Regions from separate parts of the Ovis canadensis genome. Here region 1 is linked to region 2. A link is a contact called in public Hi-C data. All regions are on one chromosome and are shown on one strand. The core of a region is the stretch at or near the end of the contact, and the rest is flanking DNA. Distances in the headings are between cores, read along the strand shown. Region 1 holds the start of STK10 (serine/threonine kinase 10). Region 2 overlaps STK10 (serine/threonine kinase 10).

Evidence for each region. A called contact is a pair of places that touch in the nucleus more often than the background predicts.
Region 1: a contact with region 2 is called in a Hi-C map of fibroblasts, with 2.8 times the contacts expected there. The contact joins the promoter of STK10 here to the enhancer-like site in region 2. A contact is called at or near these places in 2 of 2 Hi-C or Micro-C datasets (fibroblasts and lung).

The regions. Positions count from the first base shown.
Region 1 is chr16:17,000,946-17,004,426 of ARS-UI_OviCan_v2, forward strand. STK10 (serine/threonine kinase 10) reads right to left here and starts at 1,994. Exons shown (of 21, transcript XR_011249595.1): 1 at 1,234-1,994.
Region 2 is chr16:16,915,306-16,918,577 of ARS-UI_OviCan_v2, forward strand. All of the region lies in intron 7 of STK10 (serine/threonine kinase 10), which reads right to left. LOC138421689 (a long non-coding RNA gene) reads left to right here. Exons shown (of 3, transcript XR_011249597.1): 2 at 1-212; 3 at 2,282-2,547. Among named protein-coding and RNA genes, the nearest start is that of FBXW11, 80 kb to the left of the region's middle. Within about 2 kb of position 1,251, the one cell type or tissue checked has open chromatin away from gene starts, as enhancers often do. A contact at or near this core is called in fibroblasts, where this site is marked.

The sequences.
Region 1 (3,481 bases), core at 744-3,243, 86 kb after region 2:
CTGGGATGGGCCTGGGTGGCCTCAAAATTGCCTCCAGCCATGTTTCTCAAAACTTAAAGTGCTTAGCAATCACCTGGGGATCTGTTACAATGCAGACCCTACTTGATCAGGTCGAGAGTGGGGCCTCAGATCCTGCATTTCTAATAAGCTCCCAGGGGATACTAATGTCACTCCTTCAGGGACTACAATCTGGTAACTCAGCTCACCACCACTTTCAGGTCGAAAAGAGCAAGTCTTGACCAGGAGGACTGAGAGAAGCCCTATCTGGGGTTCAAGCTCCTAAAAGGGGAGTCCTGGGGTCAGAGTGGTCCACAAGCTCAAGGAATCCCATGGAAGGTGACGGTGGCTCAGGACGGGGGTGTCCTCCTGGAGAACACGTGGGTTTCTCTGAGTAAAGGGTTTCCTAGGAGGAAGGAGATAGGGGAAGGGTGCCGTCAAGCCCTGAGTGTTTTTTGGGGTCCCCAGTACGACTCAGAAACACAGAACTTCTTCTCAGGACTAAGACCCACACAATGCCTACAGCAAACGTGTCTAGAATTAATCAGCTATGCCCCACCCACCCCTCCACAAAAGCTCTCTGGCCTCCTATTCCTCTAGGGGAAAGGTGACTACAGGCTGGGAGACTCCCCAGCAGTGACTCATCCACATACTCAAATCTGACACCCGAAGCGCAGGATTCCAGAGGCCCTAACCTCCCGCTCTGCCGGCCCCAGCCTCCATTTCCAAGCCTAACCTCTCACTCCGAACCCCCCTACCCCACCCCCGGTCTCTCCGTCTCTGGCTCATCTTCAGGTGTGTCCCTAATTTCATCGGACCCAGCCCTTCCAGACGCAGCCCAGTTGCTCTGTGCCCATCGCCTCGGCACCCTCACAGCATCTGGGTGGACTCCCCTAAAAAGTACGCCTAGTCTCGGACGCTAAAGTTCTATAAGCGCCCCTTTGTCTCCCCCTGCGGCGCCGAGAGCCGTGCGGGGCGCACAGGAAGCGCTCGGAAAAAGCTTGGGGGCAGCCGCCGCGCCGTCAGGGGCGCAGGGGCTGAGCCGGGCTGAGTGAGGGGACCCCCCGCCCCCGGCAAAGGAGAAGGGTCACCGGGACCGGAGCCCGGGACTCCGCGGTCAGGACCGGGCAGCTCCTCCGGCTCTCCCGAGCCGCGGCCGAGACTGACCGAGGCCAGCGCCCCTCCCTTCCGGAGCGGCCCCACGCGCCCCGAGTCCCCCACTCTCGGCGCCCTCACCTTGTAAACCTTGCCGAAGGCACCGTCGCCTAGCTCGCCCACGATCTCCCACACCTCGTTGGGATCCAGGTCCCGGCGGACATGCTCGTATTCGCGGGACTTTCTCTTCTCGAAGGTAGACAGGCGCAGGATGCGGCGGAAATTGGCGAAAGCCATGGCTGGGGCGCGCGAGCCGGGGGGCGAGGTGGCGCGGCTGCCGCGGCCGCGAGGCGGAGGGGCTGGAGGGCGCCGCGGCGCTCGGGGGCTCTCCGCAGCCCGGCCCTTCCCCGCAGCCCGAGCCGGGTCAAGTGCGCCGGGGGCAGCTCGCGGCCTGAGCACCCGGAACCGCGCAGGCAGCCGCAGTCCCCGCCCCCGCTCGGTCCCGTCCCGGGGCCGCCTCCCGGTGCCGGCCCCGCTCGCGCCGCGCCCCTCGCCCAGCCTCGGGAGGCGTTCCGCGGACCCGGCTCCACCTGCCGCTCCCCGGCAACACCCGGAGACCCCCTAATTGGCTACGGGCGCTCCCCGGCTCCGCCCGTCGCCGCAGGGCACTCTGGAAACTGTAGTCCCCCGCGCGCCGCGCGCCCGCAAGCAACCGACTAGGCTTTGGATAGTTTAGGGGACGCTTCGGCGAGAGCGTCCCGGGGCTGGGAGGCCCCCAGAGTCACGTGGCCCCCGATATTTCTGCCAGAGCGAAAGGGGAACCAAACTGGCTCTTCGCGAGCGCCCACTGATTGTTGTCCAAAGACCAAGAGGGCGAACCGACATTAATCGCTGAATCCGCCCTGTAACTTCCCGGCAAAGCTGCTCTGCCCCCGCCCACTTTTCAGGTGGGGGCGCCGGGAGGGCTAGGCACCAGCTACACATCCTGTAGGCTGAGCCGGTGCGGTTTCCTCGGCGCGGTGCTGCCTCCTAGCGCGGGAGATGCCGGGTCCTGGCGGCAGTGGTCAGTCCTGGAGACCCAGGCTCCCCGTCTCGCTTCCCGCCTCGCAGGGGCTCTGCCCACCGAGATCCACCCACCGGCCAGGATTACAGGGCTAGGAGAAAGAGCTCCTTGCCTACCTACGCATCACATGCATCAGGATGGGTCTTCAGGTATATTTGAATATTAAGTAAAAGCTTTCTTATTCTTAATTTCCCAATTAAAAAAAATAAGATCCTTACACAGGGAGGCCTGGTGTGCTGCTGTCTTTGGGGTTGCAAAGAGTTGGACACGACCGGGAGACTAAACAACATACATAGAATTAAGTCTTCTGACTTAAGACCATCATTCTCGATTCTGGCCATTTTTTACTTGCCGCTGTTAACTGTCTCTAGGGCAGTTACACTTATATATAAATCTAAGTGGGTTCCAAACGGTGGGCAGCGTGTAAAGCTTCTTACGGTAACTCTCCCTCGTAAATAGAGCCTCAGTGAATGTCACATCCAATAGTTCCGGTCCCTATGGAGAAAATTCATGTTGAGGTGTTTTTACCACTCCGGAACTGCAGGCAAACACCAATTTGGAAAGACAGCTGCAGAAGCCTACGGTTGCTGGTAGGGGTCTGCATAAAGGGTGCCCTGAGTAAAGACTGAAACGTCTCCACCACTTAGTGAGTGGTTGCAACTGTAGAAAGTCTTAATCACCAGAAGAAGCAAACACAGCACAAGACTGGGCTCTCACCCACAAATAAGCCTCCCAGAGCAAGCTGGAAGGCCGGTCTTTCCCTGTTCCAGTCCACCTGACCAACTCTGTGAAGCAGCTGGGAGGACAGTGGGGAGGCTCTCCCATTGGGAGGAAGGGGCTCTGACTTAGGTCAGCCTAGGGGACTGTGAAGAAGGCTGAGCGCTGAAGAATCGATGCTTTTGAACTCTGGTGTTGGAGAAGACTCTTGAGAGTCCCTTGGACTGCAAGGAGATCCAACCAGTCCATTCTAAAGGAGATCAGCCCTGGGATTTCTTTGGAAGGAATGATGCTAAAGCTGAAACTCCAGTACTTTGGCCACCTCATGCAAAGAGTTGACTCATTGGAAAAGACTCTGATGCTGGGAGGGATTGGGGGCAGGAGAAGAAGGGGACGACAGAGGATGAGATGGCTAGATGGCATCACTGACTCGATGGACGTGAGTCTGAGTGAACTCCGGGAGATGGTGATGGACAGGGAGGCCTGGCGTGCTGCGATTCATGGGGTCGCAAAGAGTCGGACACGACTGAGTGACTGAACTGAACTGAACTGAACTGAGGGGTCTGGGAGTTGGAGGCCCAGGTTATCCCCAGGTCCAGTTATCCACAG
Region 2 (3,272 bases), core at 1-2,500:
TCAGCACCAACTTTGAAAGGCATGAAGAATTTAATTTCTCATCCTTCTCTCCCACACCCCTCTTCATTCGGCGATTCACGCCTCGGTCCCATGTTGAGGCCAGCAACGTGGCAGGTGCTGAAATGAGGCCAAACAAGCAGACAGGCAAGGTCCCTGGCCTTGGGAAAGACGAGGGGCATGCCACCAGATGGCAAGAACACTTCTCAGGTCAGGTAAGAGGAGAGCAGAGGCTGGAGGAGCGTGGGCCTGGGGTGCTGGGGGGGTGGAGTCTGTTTAGGTCACAGGGGCCCCCTTGGGAGGGGACACTCAAGTTGAGACCTGAGGGGATATAGGGGGGCCGCCGACCAGGGAAAGTTCTGGGCACAGAGAATTCCAGGCAGGAGCATAAGCGAGTACAAAGGCTGAGCAAAGCAGTGCTATAAACAGGCACCCTTCAGAGGTGTCACTCCAGCAGCCAAGCGGCTCTGAAAGGTCTTGAGTTGGATGTTAATAACAGCTGACTCATTTTAAAAGACCCTGATGCTGGGAAAGATTGAGAGCAGGAGGAGAAGGGGATGACAGAGGATGAGATGGTTGGATGGCATCACTGACTCAATGGACATGGGTTTGGGTGGACTCCGGGAGTTGGTGATGGACAGGGAGGCCTGGCGTGCTGCGATTCATGGGGTCACAAAGAGTTGGACACAACTGAGTGACCAAACTGAACTGAGGGAAGCAGGAGAGTATAGCAGTGCACACTGCGGGCTCTACGCGTGAGACCAGGCTGCCCGGAGTAAAACCCCGCTTCCAACAACTTGGACAAGTCAACTTCTCTGAGCCTCAGTTTGCTCATCTGTACCCTAGGAATAATAGTATGGATGTTCTAAGCATTGTAGTAAGAGCTCAAAATATGGCTCAAAAAATCACCTGCATAATCACACCACTACCATCATCCTCATCACCAGCACCAGCACCACCATCACTACTTTCACCACCATCACCATCCCCACCACCATTATCACCACCATCAGAAGGATGGCAATCAGAAAAGCCTGTTAGCACCAGTCTGCACTCCCAGCCATTGCCGTTCCCTCCTGCATCCCCACAGAGCACAGTGCTTTAGAACTGAGGATGAGAATCAGATCCCAAATGTTTCCAAGCTTCACATTGCACAACCTCACACATGCGAACTTGAGCAAGAAGCCACGGGACACTTCACTCCAGAGGCTGAAGCAGACGCAGCAGAAACAAATGATGCAGACACAGGCTTCTGGAAACACCAGGTTTTCATCAAGCCACATCACATATTGACCAAATTAGTGGTTCTTCAGCTTGGCCAGAAGCTGTGCTTTCTTGAAGCTGAACATCTGCTCCATGGCCTCCCTTGAGTACCCCGGGGTCTTTAGGAAGTGGAGGGGGAACTGTGGGGAAGAAAGCTTCTGATGAAGGGCAGGCGAGCAGGGCCACTCCCCTGGACCCCAAGCTCCTGGAATCCCTGGGCAAGCGAGGCTGGCAGACAGAGCAGGCCCTCCTGTCTGATGAGGCCCAGAAGACCGCTTTGTAAGCTGCTCTGGGACACAAAGCACAGACACCCACTGACCCAGCTCTGTCACCTCCGGGATGTGTTTAAAAGGAGAGGCAGTGTGCAGCACAGGAAGGCGTGGGACCTTCCCCGGCAGCCAGCACGCTGTGTGCCACCTGGAGACAGGCTCATCTGGGCACAGGGTCCCTGGAAAGGTGCTCAGTTGCCCCCAAGAAAGACCCGGACCAGAGGGGACGCAGCAGTCTGCTCCCTCAGGACGAGGACAGCTGCTCTGTGCTGTCTCTGAGGCGAGCCCCATGAAGCCACAGAGCTTACCGACTGGCACCCAGCGTCCAGCCAGGATCTCTGCTGCCATCTGCGTGGTCAGCCTTCCAAAACATTGAGCCTAGTTTTCCTCTGTGTACTTAAAAGTCATCAGCCAGGAACTTCCCTGGTCCAGGGGTTAAGACTCCGCCTTCAATGTAGGCAGCATGGGTTAGATGCCTGGTCAGGGAACTAAGATCCCATATGCCACACAGTGTGACCAAATAAAAAAAGAAAACAAAAAAAGAAACCACCAACCGGGATATCCCACACTCCAAGACTAGCTTTAAAAAATGCCTAATAATAAAAATTTTAAAAAAATAAAAATAAAAATAAATAAATAAAAAATGCCTAATAACATTTCCAAGTTTTCAGGTATCAGTATTTCTCCTTCATTATCCTTTCCCCACCTCCTAACTTTCTTCCTTCTCTTCTCTCTCTCCTTCATGCATTCAGAGAGTGGTCAGATGGACAGGTTTGGAACCAGATGACCAGAAATCAGCTCTGTCACATACGTGCTGCGTGACCTCGTGCAGGCTACTTGACCTCCCTGTGTCTCAGCTTCTTATCATCTGTTTGACGGACAGCCAAACAATACCTACTTCACAGAGTCGTTATGAAGATTAAATTAGTTAACATTCGCTAAACATTTAGAATCAAACCTGGCATGGGAAAAAGGTTACACAACAGTTTACTAAGTAAAAATAAATATACTTAGCAAATATTTAGTCAAAGGCCCTCTCTGTACCAGGCACTGTTCTGGATGACTAGGGCACACTGGTGGAAAAAAAAAAAAAAGCTGCTGTCCCCAGGGAGCTGACATGCTGGTCAGGATGATCAACAGTAAACTTGATAAACAAGTCATATTCTCTAAGGGCGACGTGCCATGGAAAAACTAACAGCGGTGCAGGAGGGCTTCCCCGGTGGTCCAGTGACTGAGAAGCCGCCTTCTGATGCAGCAGACACGGGTTCCATTCCTTGCTGGGGAACCAAGATCCCACATGCCTCATCTAAGACCCAATGCAGCACCCCCCCCCCAAAAAAATGTAGGGCACAGGAAGGAGAATTAGGAGTGTGAGGGGTACAGGTGATTTGCAGTTTTAAATAGAACACTTGGGGCAGGCCTCACTGAGAAGCTGCCCTGTGAGCGACGATTTGAAGAGAGGAAAGAGGTGGAGGCGTCTACGGGAAGAGCAGCCCAGGCGCAGCGGACAGCCAGAGCAGGGCCCTGAGGCAGGAGGGAGCCTGGAGTGTCAGCAAGGAGGCTGGTTGGCTGGGGAGGCGGGAGGGGGTGAGAGAGGGGCAGATCTGAGGGGTCAGGGTGAGAGGGGCACTGAGACTCTGGATTCTATCCTGCGGAAGATGGAAGTCTCAAGCGGCATGGACTCAGGAGGTACAGGAGCTGACTTGTGCTTTTCCCTCAGCTACAATGGAGGTGGTGAGAAGT